Regions from separate parts of the Triticum aestivum genome. Here region 1 is linked to region 2. The links are chromatin contacts, called in public Hi-C maps. All regions are on one chromosome and are shown on one strand. The core of a region is the stretch at or near the end of the contact, and the rest is flanking DNA. Distances in the headings are between cores, read along the strand shown.

Region 1 (6,771 bases), core at 2,440-4,939, 220 kb before region 2:
CTGTCAAATGGTTCGTCTTCATGTTGGCACTATCCTTGCTGCTCTGTTTTTGTAATCTTACTCATTATCAGAAGTTGTAACATTCTACCAATACCAGGTTCTCCAAGAGAGCAATGTCAAGAGAGAGGAACTAAGAGCTCGAGCTAAAGGATTGAAAACTTTAGGCAAAATATTCCAGGTATCATTCTTTGTATAACCAGTCATTCACGTGTGTGCTCTGATATGTAAGTTGTTTGGTGTTCTTGATGAACTAAGTTGGGTTATTTCGACACAGCGTGTTAAGCTCAATAGTGAAGGAGAAGCAGCAACAATGAAGCATACGATAAATAATTCGGATGATAATGTTGGTACCTCTCCGGATTCATCACCAAGATCTCCCAGGGTGCAGCCGTTCGATGCAAACCCACCATATTCTCAGGTGCCTACCATCTTCTGAGATCATTGTTGTGACATGTGTAGCATATTAAAATGCAAGTTTGTATACATGGCTGTTTGCTGAATTATCATTAGATAAAAAAAATCAAAATTAGATTCCAAAATGGACTTTGTCATGATCTATTGAGTTCAAGCTGTATCAAGCTTTAGTTAACCCAATTTTTCGTTACATGCAAACACGGTTTATTACTACCATCACACTAGATCAGATGACAGATTGACAGGTATGGTGAGCTTTCCAAATGATCTTAGCTATCTGCTCTAGACCCATCACCAACAGGCCAACACTTAACTGCCAAATAAGATTATCTTTTATCCATCACCTAACCGACAAAACTTTTGACAGCCGCCAAAAGAAAAGAAAAAATGATGTTGATTCGCATATCAGCAAACTCACTATCACTGCTTGTTCCATTGGTTGTACCTCCACACTGACACACACAACTCTCTTCATCAACTCACAGTAGAAATGCTTATATGCTTCCATCAAACAGAAGGCTCAGAAATGTTATTCTTCTTTTTGTCCAGAGCCCATATGTGGAGGCCCCTCGGTTCGGCGGCGGTTATAGCCCGTTCAACTTCCCGATGCCCACCGCTCCGCCTGGTGCGCAGAGGGATCCTGTCCCATGACCCGCTCCAGGGCCACCAACTTTTTTTTCCGTGGGTCATCCTTTTTGTACAATATTATTGCTTGTGTTAGTAGATGATCACATGGTGTTCATTTGTGCCACTAGTATAGTAGAGCGAAGAAGCATCTGGGTATTATCAATTTGCTTTCTTCGGATGTATAATCGATCGATTAAAATGATCCATACGTCGACGGGGTCCCCGTGTTGTGTACAGGCGTGTCGTGCTGCTTCTGATGGGTTGTCGGGGCAGCGACCGGTCGGCATTGTTGTATACATAAACTATATCACATCACATATATTTTTTCCTTGTGTCTATGGGCGCATAATTGTTTTAATCTATGGCCCATTTGTGCAAAATAGCTGTGGATTATCTCCTGGTACCTGAAAGTGTTCGCTCTCGTGATGCCAGATTATATATCTGAATTATCTCTGTGTGTGTGGAAAGTACAGTGACTGCATTGTACAATTTTCTACTACAAGCTTGTGTAGTCTCATTCATTCAGTTGTTTGAACGAGTGCTGTGAAACGTGTTAATGTGGAAAGCTCTGTGGTAGGTATGATCCATTCCTTTTATTGTACTTTCTACTGCATCAATTCTTATCTGTTACTTGCAGTTTATGCGGCCCCGTAAAAATCTGCCATTTTGCCCGGCTTTTTGCCGACTGGATGATTATGGGGACATTATCAGATTGTGAGAAATGTGTCAACATTCCTGAAGTGCAAACTGGCCTTAGGTATGTTGGTGAGTGGCCGACTATGAGCATTGCCAGATTGCTGCTGCTCGGGGCTATGGTTGTGGCCGACGATGAACTCTGGTTGGCACAAGGAGACGCAACTGTTGCTCATCATCGCCCTTCTGTGAAGTTGTCGGTTCCTTCTGTCAGCGCCTCGGCAAGCCGGCGCCATCGCCTTCTGCCCGTGCTGCCCGACGGTGCAAACCGCCGGCGGAGTCACTGAAGATCAGTGTGGACGGGGCCTCTTTTCTCCTCCGGCAAGGGAGGGGAGGGTACAAGTGGTGGTTTTCCGCCGGGGATAGCAACGACGATGTCTGCGGCGTCAGGCTGAAGCGGGGGCGCGTGTCGAGACGCTCCAGTTACTCAGTTTAGCTTCTGAAAGCTGGAGCGGGCAGATGGCAGCACCGTGAACTGAAGCAACAAGCACCACTGTCGAACTAGCACGAGCACGGCACGGCACGGCAAGACACAGCATCGTCTCGACGGTGACCAAATTCCGGTTGTTATTAACTACCCCCTCACGTCCCACAATGTAAGAGGTTTTTGCAAGCTACTACTCGTTTCATTTCACGGATTATTGTATTACAAAGTCAAGTACCGTAACGCACGACTCGCCCACTGGCTTTGTGATTCATGTGGTGGCCAACGACATCGCTGTGCCATGTGCAGTGCCAGCTGTGCAAGCTAGTACTCCCTCCGTCCGGAAATATTTGTCATCAAAATGGATAAAAGGGAATGTATTTAGACGTATTTTAGTTCTAGATACATCCTTTTTTATCTATTTTGATGACAAGTATTTTCGGACGGAGGGAGTAGGAGTACAAGAGAGAAAACAGATGGTGTGGCACCGTTGACAAACACGAAGCACGAGTCAAACATGTAAAAAGGGTCAACTGGGAGCGATGGGTTGTTGAATTCATGTTTGAGTCAATTTCATTTGAAAGTTCAAACTGATGGAAAGAGATGGACAATATATCTCAGACAGTTTTTTTGTTTTTGTTTTGAGAATCATACTCCACCAGTCTCAAAATAAATAAGTGACTCAACTTTGTACTAACTCTGAAAGTTAGTATACAAAATTGAGTCACTTGCTCCCTCCGTTTTTTTAAGTCTGCATATAAGATTTGGTCAAAGTCAAACTTTGTTAACTTTGGCTAAGTTTATAGAAAGAATATCAAGTTTCATAATATGAGATCAATAATGTTAGATGCATCATGAAATTAATTTTCATACCATATAGCTTTAGTATTGTAGATGTTCATATTTTTTTCTATAAAGTTGGTCAAACTTTACTAAGTTTGACTTTGACCAAATCTTATATGCTGACTAAAAAGAAACACGGAGGGAGTATTTTGGGACGGGGGGAGCATATCTCAACAGTTGTGAACGGTTTGTAGAGTTTTCGTGGTGGAGTAAACTGAATCAAACTGGGGTACAGGTTGTAATGTGAGCGAGACAAGTTGAGGCGAGTAAGGTGGACTTTGTCTTAACGAATCCTGTCATTCCGCTATAGCGAAGGCGATCATACTGACTGGCCTTTTCCTTTTCCTTTTCGTTGGCGACGTCGGCCATTGTTGACCCCAGCTATAGGTCTAAGGTGGTAGCAGTACCGCACAACGATGTGTGCTACTCCTACTACTAGTCTATCCGCGGCGGCAAGCAAAGAAACGTATCACCTGCGCTGCGTAACACAGTCTCTGTCAGCTCAGCCGTGCCGTCAACGGGCCATTTTATTAGCCTTAAACGTGCCCTCCTCGTCAAACAATCGGGCAATTAGCTAGCTAATGGCCGGCGCATCAAGCTAAAGCTTGACCAAAACTAACAGGAACTTATTGTAACACACCACTTATCTTCCGCGCGCCAACCCACGCCCCTCCGCCCGCCGCCGCGCTCCCCGGACGCGAACACCACCCCACCACCGCGCGCCCTGGATCCTCAACCGCCGCCTATTTCTATTTCTTCCCCCAAGGACCACCACCGCAAGCAACCTCGTCCAGCTGCAGTTGACCGTAGCGACTCGGGCGGTAGGAGCGGGTCGGTCTGACAGAGTGACCATGTTGGCGAGGCTCATGGCGCTGGCGCTCCGCGGCGGCGAGCACGGCGGGCGCCGCGCCTGCTACGGCATCGCGGCGACATGCGCGTGGCTGCTCCTCTTCTGCGTGCTCGCCGTCGCCCTCCGCTGCGCCTGGAAGGCCTTCGCGTTCGCCAGCCTCGCGCTGGTGGCCTTCGGCGCCGTCGACCACTTCGCGCCCGACACCTGGTGCGGCGGCGCGCCAAGCGACGGCGCGGGCGCGCCGGAGCGAGACCAGTCCAGGGCGGCCGCGGCGGCTACGGCCCGGCGGTTCGGGCTCGGGCGCGCCGCGATCGACGCCCTGCCCACGTTCGCGTACGGCGACGACGGTGGCGACGTCGACCTTGAGTCGGGGGGTGACACCGCGTGCTCGGTGTGCCTCGAGGACCTGCGGGCCGGCGAGACGGTGCGGCGGCTCCCGGCGTGCATGCACGTGTTCCATGTGGAGTGCATCGACATGTGGCTGCACTCGCACCGGAGCTGCCCTCTCTGCCGGTGCGACCTCTCGCCGCCACGGAAGGTTGTTACCAAAGCACCGGCGGTGGAGAATGGAACGCTTGCTGAGGATGAATTGCCTGCGGTGGCGGCGACGGTGGCAGAGACGGGACCGCTGGCTGATGATCATGATGCTTCGCCGCCGGTGGTGACAGGGGAGACGAAACCGCCTGCTGGTGCTTCGCCGACGGTGTAGATCATGTGTATAAGTTTTTTTAGGCTAGAAAATGTCGTTTCTCTGCACGACACCCATACACACAGTAGGATCGTCCCTCTTTCGTGTTGTAAATCTTGTGCATTCCTCTGTATTCCGCCTGTATATAGATGCTGAGACTTGAGACTACATAAATTAAACAGATCTTTGTGATTCCTGCCGTCTTTTTGGGGCGGCGAGGTTAGTGTTTTTTGTTGTGTGGCGAAATTTGGGTGTCAGTTGTTTCAGATCTATTTAAGGGGTTAGCGACGACGGCTGCGGCTCCACGGCGTTGGTTCTTAGAGGCACATGCACAAAGACTTCCCGACTGTCCTTGACATGGTCAAGCCGGCTTCGATAGAGGAGCGGCGACTCATTCTGGCACGGTAGTGATTGTTTGGTGGTCTCAGTATCTTGATGTAATTTTTATTATATTTGAGATGCTTTGTATTCTTGGTGGACTTTAATAATAGATCCAAATTATTTTTGAAAAAAAAGATCTTGTGATTTTTTTAAACTAATAGATCTTGTGAATTGACAATACGATGTACGAATAGTATCTGAGAGCAGAAAACTTTGGAGAACGGCGTGGAGGCCGATTTTTTGAAAAAATCAATTTCAAGAAAATCTGAAGAAAAAAATGTATGTAAAAATAAGGATGTGAGGCGTATGTGTGTAAAATTTCAGAATGAAATACAATGAAATGCGACCTGTACAAAAAAATCATGGTCTGGGAGGATGAACAACATCATGTGTTAAAAAGCCCCAGATCTATCTTTTTTGCACAGCCCTCATTCCAACATATTTCGTCCTGAAAATTTACATACTTGTGCACTATGCCTTCATCTATCTCTATATATTTTTCAGAATTTTTTGAAATGTAAAAATATGAATTTTCATAAATTTTGAATTTTGCATTTGAAGGCTTTCATGGAGCTCAGCCTTCAAAAGCAATTTCCAAAAACTTTGTACCTACATTTCTGTAATTGTATAACTTGGGGGAGCGAAAATCCTACATCTACTAAGAGCTACTTACACTTTACGTAAACTTCCTAACATTAAAATCTCCCCCTCCCACCCCCCAATTTGGGGGATGGCACCAAAGCAGAAAACGTTTCATTAAGTGCGAGGGTCTGTCCGTAGGTGACGGTTTGCGTATCGCTCCGAAGATCACGGAGGCGATCAGGGTAGGGTGTCTCTGAACCCGCGTCGCCGTGGCTCGATCGGATCGCAGTCTCCGGTGATCTCCTCCCTGAGCGTGATCTACAGGTTGCTCGCGTGCCTCGTCGTAAACCCATCCACTCCAACAGCCTTCCGTGATCTCCTGGGGGTCGCGGTCGTAATACACCTTCAAACCCTAGGCGGCGTAGGGAGTCATTGGCGGGTGGAAGAAGAATGGAGGGGGTAGCAGGGATGATGCGTAGCCTCAAACTGTCGGATGAGGAGAAGAAGGGCGTGAAGATCCGAATGGCAAGTAGAGGAAAGGGGAAGGCGAATGATCTCCAAGCGGTTGGGAGGGTGGTGTCCGAGAAACCAGCCCATGCAGAAGCGATCTGCCTGTCCCTTGGACGGATCTGGTGCCCAATCAAGGGGATTGATTGCAAAGAAGCTGGGGATAATCGTTTTGTGTTCACGTTCAAGCAGGAGTCGGGGAAGAGGAAAGCGTTGGAGGACGGTCCCTGGATGTTCGACAAGGACCTGGTTGTGGTGGAGGATTTTGACCCAGGAAAAAGGATCGAGGACTATGATTTCAATGATATCCCAATTTGGGTGAGAGTATTTAATCTGCCATTGGTTATGATGAATGAGGAGTCCGCAGAAGAAATCGGAGGTCTAGTTGGGCAGTTTGTGGAGGTAGATGCGGGAGTGGACGGGAGTGCTGTCGGGAAGTTTATGAGGGTGAAAGTAAGAATGAACATTGATAGACCCATAATGAGGGGGTTTACGCTTGATGATGAAGATGAACATGGGGTAACTAGGAGGAAGAAGAAGATGAGTATTGATGGCGGGGAGGAAGAAGAGGAGGAGGGGCTGTGGTGTCGCTTTGAATACGAATTCCTTCCTGATTTTTGTTACACATGTGGTATCATTGGTCATGTAGCAAAAGACTGTTCCATCAAGCTGAAACGAGGGGATGCGACACAATTTGGGCCTTGGCTAAGGGCTGATATCAGTAGGAGAAGACCAGCACTTGAGGAGGACCGAAACTGGAGG
Region 2 (7,112 bases), core at 2,981-5,480:
TCTCCTGAGTCGGTGCTGGAGCTGTGCCATCTCCTTCCGCTGGGTCTCCGACGTGCTCTCGCACACCAGCTCCACGAGGTGGCGCAGCTCGAGCGCCGCGTCCTTGGCATAGTAGTGGAGCACCTTGGGCAGCAGGAGGGCCTGCTTCTTCACCGTGACGTTGGCCTGGATGAACTCGGTCCGGGCTTGCTCCAGCTGGTGGTGGATCTTCTTGGCCGTGTACAGCCGCACCTGCCACATGGTGAATTTCACGGTGAGATTTGACACAGGACAAGGTGTGGACAATGGCAGCAAGGGTTTGAGATGCTGAGGAGCTTACGGGCGGGTCTGAAAATGTTCCTGTGGAGAGCGCGAAATGCGCGACCGGCTCGGAATGGTGAAGGGCGTAAGGGTGCCTCGGCGTCGACCCTTCCAGGGATCTTTTTGCTGGCGTGAACAGCGCGCGAACCCACTGTTGAAGGTAATGCTTGTTAGTGTGTTGGTTCTTGTTAATATGGAATTTCATGTTTTGCGTATTGTAGAAGCAGGTCATACCAATGATGGACGGTGGGATTGGCATCCGAGGATCGAGTTCTGAATAGTTTGGGCATTTACTGATTCACCACCCACATTGTACGCAGCCTGGCAATTCATTCGGTTCAAATGCTCAGGCACTTTCAGATATGAGTAGAGTTCTTTTCGAAAAAAAAAAAGATTCGAGTAGAAATAAGACTAGGCTATAAAATGTACCTTTAGAATCATGTCAGTGCTCTTCAGTCGTTTATCTTGTATCCCATAGGCCAGAAAAGCCTGTATATCACAAGGCAGTGTATAGGTTAGAAATGAGATCTGATTTCTGAGGCTAACCCTTCACACAGCAAAAGGTTGCTAATGTATTTGGGTGTAGATCAATACATGCATGACTAAAGCGTTGTGGATGTTGATCCAAAAGCAGAGCTGCTCCTCATGTGTCATCTTTGTTGGATCAACTTTTTCGAGCCGCTGTATCAGGGACCTGGATGCAGTAGAAATATTTTATCAGCTGAAGCCTTGCATCTTTCTTAACTTCAATTCCAGTACAGAAAAACCAATGTTCCTCTTGTTTTTTTCTGTTGCTTACCTGATAGTCTCCAGCATTTTTGACGCATATTCAAACTTGCCAGCATCTATATGTATCCTTGGAACAATGATCATGCCTATGTTTTGCTCACTATTCTCTTTTCCGGATGGATATTGGCGAGGGCTTGTGGTGGCATCAAAGGTGTACCGAGGGCTCCAGCTGTCATTACGACGCCTCGGCGAGAAGGTACTTGAAGATGAAACAGAATGACTCGGTGAAGTCACGGACTCGGCATCTTGAGATGGCGTGCTTGCAAGTTTGCAGTAGACCGAAGCAATGCAGCCGAGGATGTCCTCCGATAGTTTGCAAGAGATCTTGGGTACGTAGTCTGAAATAGAAGCATTCAAGAAGTTGACTAGGCTAGAATGCTTCGAAGCCGGTCTTGACAATACCTCCTGTGAGATGCCAAAGTTGAGTCAGGCATATTTCCAGATAGGAACATTATGTTGCTTGGATGGGTAATTAATGCTGAAAATAATCAATCAAGGGAGATTTCTAGTTCATACACTCATAGAATCTGAGACAGTTGGCAAGTTGAAGGCTGCAGATTGCTTGATATCTCTTAAACGAAGCGCGCCCTCATCAATACTTTTAATTGCTTCTTGATCCACCTGCTGTTTTATGGCATTAATCTTAGCATACTGGACTTCATACTGTTGTCATGAATCAAATGTACTCATCTGCCTAGCACCCTGAGTTATGTACCTCGCTCGCAAAACTGCAGGAATCGGATAGATGCTGATCAAATGCCCTTCTGTAGAGGGTCAGCAGATGCAGTTCCTTGCGGATGACTTCCTGCTCGAGGGCCGCAATCTCCCCAGCTAAATCTGCGATGGACTGCAGAACTGCAAGGTCACGGCTAAGAACACAGGCATAATTGAAGGTGCAGATGAGCTTTCTACAAAGAAGGAAAAAACCCGAAAGGTACAGATGAACACCCATGCCTTCCTCACTTTTCAGTTGAGTATGCAACCAAATTGTTTGTGTTTGGGCTATTATATTTCATGGATTAGTGGTGCTACCGTGTTTTTCTAAAAGTGTGTATTACCCTACTTAGACTACTCATGGAAAAGAAACTACTCCAGAATAAAAACATAGCATAGATATAAGACACGAGTCTCTGCATAGTTTCTTCAGCTTCAACAAAACACAAAAACCTTGCGGCGTATTTGAAACAAATGTGCCAGGATTTGCAGTAAACCAAACCTTTGAAGTGGCCTTTTGAGTCCTTTCCGTTGTTTTCCTGGAGTGACGGCCAGGCAACGACTGCTCTGGCAAGTTAAGCGAGTGCCTTCTGTGGAGCATCTTGCTGTCTCGATTGATGGTCTGCAATATGTGATAAAACCACAGCCTACCGGTTAAATTGTGCGTAATGGTGAAAGAAACATAGAGTAAAAATGTCGAAAAGTTTGTGAGACAAATCCAATTTACTCACAGGCTTGCAGTAGGAGAATCGCGGCGACATGTCCACTGCAGCCTCACGTGTCCTCAGCATGCTAAAACGGCACACAAGGAATAATTACCATCTGATCAGATTCCACGCCAAAATCAACTAATATAATTACCGTCTGATCAGATTCCATGCCAAAATTTTCAAATAATAATAATAATATAAAAAACATTGCACGATAGATTAATTCTGTATTTGTTAGTACATTCATGCATTCATGGAATCCATGCATACACGCAGGTGAAAGTGGGTCTGCCATTAATTTCGTTGCACAGTGTGTGAGTCAACCATTTTGTGCAGAAAATGAAGGCTGAGCATCCTTGCACAGGGGCGCCGTACGGGCGGTGTAAAGGAGATGAATGAGATGTGATGAGGATGGTTGGCGCGTACAAGTATACAGTACACAGAATAATAAGTTGCTCAACTAAACAGTGCAAAATTGTTAAGTGTTCTGTATGCATATATGGGCGACGAACTGAACTGGACGCCGTACTTGGTTATGGACCGGAGTCTCTAGAGTTTAAGTTCGGTGTCAATTTGCAGTGTTTCTTCACATTTTTACTCTGTTTTTCTTCACGGACGATAAGGATGATTTCCTCCTATATGGGTCCATGTATATAATTCTTAATTCTTACTGAAAATGACCAAACCATAATCTTTTTGTTCCTTTATTACTGATGAATGAAAATAGCAATTGAAGTGTTGGAGGAAACTATGTCTGTAATTGGCAAGGAGGTGCTAACCTCTGTGAGTGTCGATGCTGGAGATTGCAGGAGGAGTGGGCGGACCTGGGCGTGTCGGCGCAGGACGCCGTCTCCGACAGCGCCCCCGATCTCCAGGCCCTCTCCATGGCCGGCCGCGTGCGTCGGCGAGAAACCTGCCAAGCACATGCCCCGCGTCACCTCCACGTGATTACTCCCATTTCTCAATGCAAGCGCTCCGGCGACGATGAATCCGTCCAGGCGGAGGGAGGAATCTAGCAGCGGCAGGGCAGGGGATCCCTCACCTCGAGCTGTTGTAGGGTCAGCCGTCCATGGGTGAAGCAATCAAGGCTGCGCTCCGCGTGTGGCTCGGCTTCCTCCGGCCGCCTTGTCCGCAGAAGCTTACTGAGAGAAGAGCAGAAGCTTTCTTGGATGTTGGCGACAGGAAGAAGGCGCAGTCGGCAGCCAAGAGCAATGGAGGACGGAGAGAGAGAGAGAGGAGGCGGCTACGGATCACGGAGAAAATGAGCAACTGAATAACCCTTTGCTGCCGACGGTACAGGCTAGTACTAGTAGCAAGCGGAGCAGAGGAGATAGGCCACGCCGCCACGAGGCGAGGCGAGGCGAGGAATGTGGGCAAGGAAAAGACGGGCAGAAAAGGCGCCGGGAGAAGGAGAAAGGAAGGCGAGAGAATCGAACAATGGCATCAACCTCTCTAATTCTTTAGGTAAAGTCGGAGGGAAAGGCTAAGCCGTAGGCCGCCGTAGCCGTGTGATCGACAGCTCGCTCGCTCGCTGGGTGAGTAGAGAGGAAGCAAGGAAGGGGGAGGAAGGAGGAGGAGCATCAAATGAAATGAAATGAAATCCCTCTCCTACCTCACTGCGCTGGCTAATAAAGAAGGTATTTCCTGTTTGATGGAGAAGATACGAGAATGAGTGGAGTATTATTATCTGCTTCTTCTGGTGGGGTGGCAGCCCAGCGAGGGGGGGTGGGAGGGCTGGTTCTTTTTTAAGGCAAAGTTTGGAGGGCAGGTGAGTGAGGCTGAATGAATGAGTGACTGCGTGTGGTGATGTTCCTTGTTTTTCTTGTGGAAACGTAGCGTGATCCGACCGGAGCCACCTATCCCACCGCCTTTTCCATCGTTTGTTCCATCGCCGCCCCAAAAATGCATATTTCCTCAGATTTTCTGTCTGCCAATCATCATCCGCCCTCCGTCACCCACCCCATATGGCTTGGTCGTTTCACATTTTTCTACTCGTTGCTCATCCACTATCCACTCTCGGGAAAGAAACCTTCTCCTCGCTTGGATTTCCTTTTCTTCCTTTGGATGGAGGAGACGTAGATTCCTTTGATGCTATGAGTGCGGGAGGGGGAGGGAAGACGGCTTGCGCCTTTCTGTGGAACGCAAGCAAACACGCTGGCTGGCGTTGCGTCGAGCGAGCCCTCACCAGTGCCCTAGTTGATGATGGATCCTTCACTCGCTGGTCATCACAAAGGTGCGGCCCGGCGGCGCGTTTGTACTAATGTACCGATCCAGATCCAGCCAATCCAACCAAGATTGCGCGGCACGCACGGGGCTGACACGCAGGCTCGCCCCGTGACTCGCTACCTCCGGCGTGAACCCCAGCGATCTTTTGGTTCCGCCGTCCTTGTCACGGTACCCGTTTCGCGCTCCATGCCAAAGGCGGCGTGATTGTTCCTGGCATCTAGCTTGCCTGCCAGTGCGGCGAACTGGTACGGGCGGCGCGTCACTGTCCAGATTCCGATGTGACCACAGCCCTGCCTGCCGGCATGGGCCAGGCCGTGTAAATTCCGATTCCGATCGGGCACTGAGTACGGCGACGACGGGAGCCCCTGCCTGCCTGCCCGCTTGTGCTCGGGGCGCGCCGGTGCGTCTACGGGGCACGCACAAGCACGGGATGCGAGTCCGCGCCGGTGCTTGACACAACTCGGAAGAGAGGAGGGAGGGATGATGGACAAAGAAAGATCCGAATAGATCGGGAATTGTCGAGGCCAAGCACCGAATCCGCGAACTGGCTTATTTTATGCCGCCGGCGCCGGCCGCGGGTGATACGTTCAGTAGGGTACGTAAACAAACGAACCACGGCGAAAGAAACCAAAGAAAGCGAGCATCTACAGCGTACGTAATGTGTCTCTGGCGAATAAACAAGTTCGTGCGTGCGGGTGAGGCCACGGAGATCGGGAACGGGGCCGGCCGCTTACCCCGCACGCGCGCCGACTCCCTGGATTTTTCGCTCTCCGCCTGCCTGCCGACGCACGCGGCAGAGCGTGGCGCGAAGCGGATCGGAAGAGCCGGCCGGTCCCGCGGCGCCGCTGCAATCTGCGCGTCGGTGAAACTCGCGGCGCGCGCGCGCGTGCATGCACCTAGGGCGAGCTAGGGCATGCACGTACTACTGCGTAGACGCCGGCCGGTGCGTGGTCGCGTGGCAGCCGCCCATGTCGATCTGCGCGCGGGACCAGCCAGTCAGCCATCCATCCGCCACCCACCTACCGATACTACAGTAGTCCATATCATGGCTCCTTGATGGGTACAGTTCATCAGTTAATATCTGTGAACTGTGATCATGCTCAATGATGTGTGGTGCGCTGGGACGACTTGGACGTGTGATGAGGACAGGAAATCCGCCAATCAATATGCATGGATCGGCCAAGTTGTGCAGGTGCGATGGACGAGTACGTACACGTGTGGCTGGTGACACCAGGTGGACCGACGAGCCAGCCCTGCTGGCCTGCTGCGTATGCTGCGTGCATGCGACCTGGCTCGCCCCCGCCCCAGCGGCGCGCCGCGCCGCCTGTGCGTGCGGCCGTGTGTTGCGCGTCGGTGGCGGATCCGAGGCTGGGGCCCATCTACCTACACTGTGCTTGCTGCTATGCACAGGATCTGCTTGCTATCAGTATCAGGTCCATTGTCTACCCATCCCGGCAGCACTGCAGCATCGTGGATTGAGATAAATACACCCACGGTCATTGTAATTGCGTTGAAAGCACGGTACGGTTATCCAACTTTGAAATACGCTCGTTACGGTCACTAAATACGATGGGACGTGAATATACGGTCACTGTAGCACGTATGCGGTGCGTACATGCCTAGTTTGACCAACTGTTGACCGCCATGTAGTGCTCTCTCATTCAGCCAATGATTAATGGAGGGGTTTTCTGTGAAATGACCAAAATCCCCAATCCCCCTCGCCCCCTCTCAAATCCCTAACCCGCGACGCCCCTCTCAAATCCCCCTCGCCCCCTCCGCTTCTGTCGCTCTGCTCTGCTCCACCACCACCGTCGCCGCCGTCGAATCGGGCTGCCGCGAGCTCGTTCTTCTCTGCTGCTTTCCCCCGCAAGGTCTGGCAGTCATGTCTGTCGCAAGCTCGTCGTCCTCTGCTGTCCGCCGGCGGGCGTTGGCGCTACCGCTGATCCGCTGCGGAGGCTGCAAGGAGAAGGTGCGCATGTACATCTCCACCACTGAGAAGCACGACGGTTGGGTCTTCTACAAGTGCCAAAATCATGGGGTTAGTTCTTCGATTTCATATGCTTTTCATGGGGATAGATCCAAAGATTGGAGTTTTTGACCTTGGCTTGTCCTTTTGGGATATAGGTGAGTTGTGAGTTCTGGCGTTGGGAATTGGAGTACGTGGAGTACCTCGTGGAGAATAAGTATATGGTCGGTGATGCCGTTGTGGATGCTATTGGTGCGGCTGAGGAACGCAGGGAGGAACTTCTGAAAGCACAAGAGATTACCTACATGAATGGATCAACAAGCTGGAACAAGAAGTCCAAGAGAGAGATGCTCATGAGTGGCAATGTCATGACCAGGCAGCAAGCTGCTGCACTGCTGAAGATTGGT

Evidence for each region. Hi-C and Micro-C count contacts between places; a contact is called where the count stands out from the background.
Region 1: a Hi-C map of leaf shows a contact between it and region 2, with 10 times the contacts expected there. The contact joins the promoter of LOC123116433 here to the promoter of LOC123112459 in region 2. A contact is called at or near these places in 3 of 5 Hi-C or Micro-C datasets (leaf and root) and 1 of 1 datasets of contacts at active chromatin or transcription factors (leaf).

What each region holds. Positions count from the first base shown.
Region 1 is chr5B:460,387,514-460,394,284 of IWGSC CS RefSeq v2.1, reverse strand. LOC123116433 (RING-H2 finger protein ATL39-like) reads left to right here and starts at 3,689. Exons shown (of 1, transcript XM_044537389.1): 1 at 3,689-4,647. The coding sequence starts at 3,853. The coding sequence ends at 4,560. LOC123112464 (chaperone protein dnaJ 10) reads left to right here. Exons shown (of 10, transcript XM_044533450.1): 7 at 1-10; 8 at 98-178; 9 at 275-418; 10 at 964-1,399. The coding sequence ends at 1,065.
Region 2 is chr5B:460,167,715-460,174,826 of IWGSC CS RefSeq v2.1, reverse strand. It overlaps LOC123112459, which reads right to left and starts at 4,230. Exons shown (of 12, transcript XM_044533446.1): 1 at 3,556-4,230; 2 at 3,338-3,426; 3 at 2,535-2,595; 4 at 2,306-2,425; 5 at 1,805-1,936; 6 at 1,606-1,713; 7 at 1,100-1,494; 8 at 895-994; 9 at 730-789; 10 at 535-621; 11 at 320-451; 12 at 1-231. The coding sequence starts at 3,399.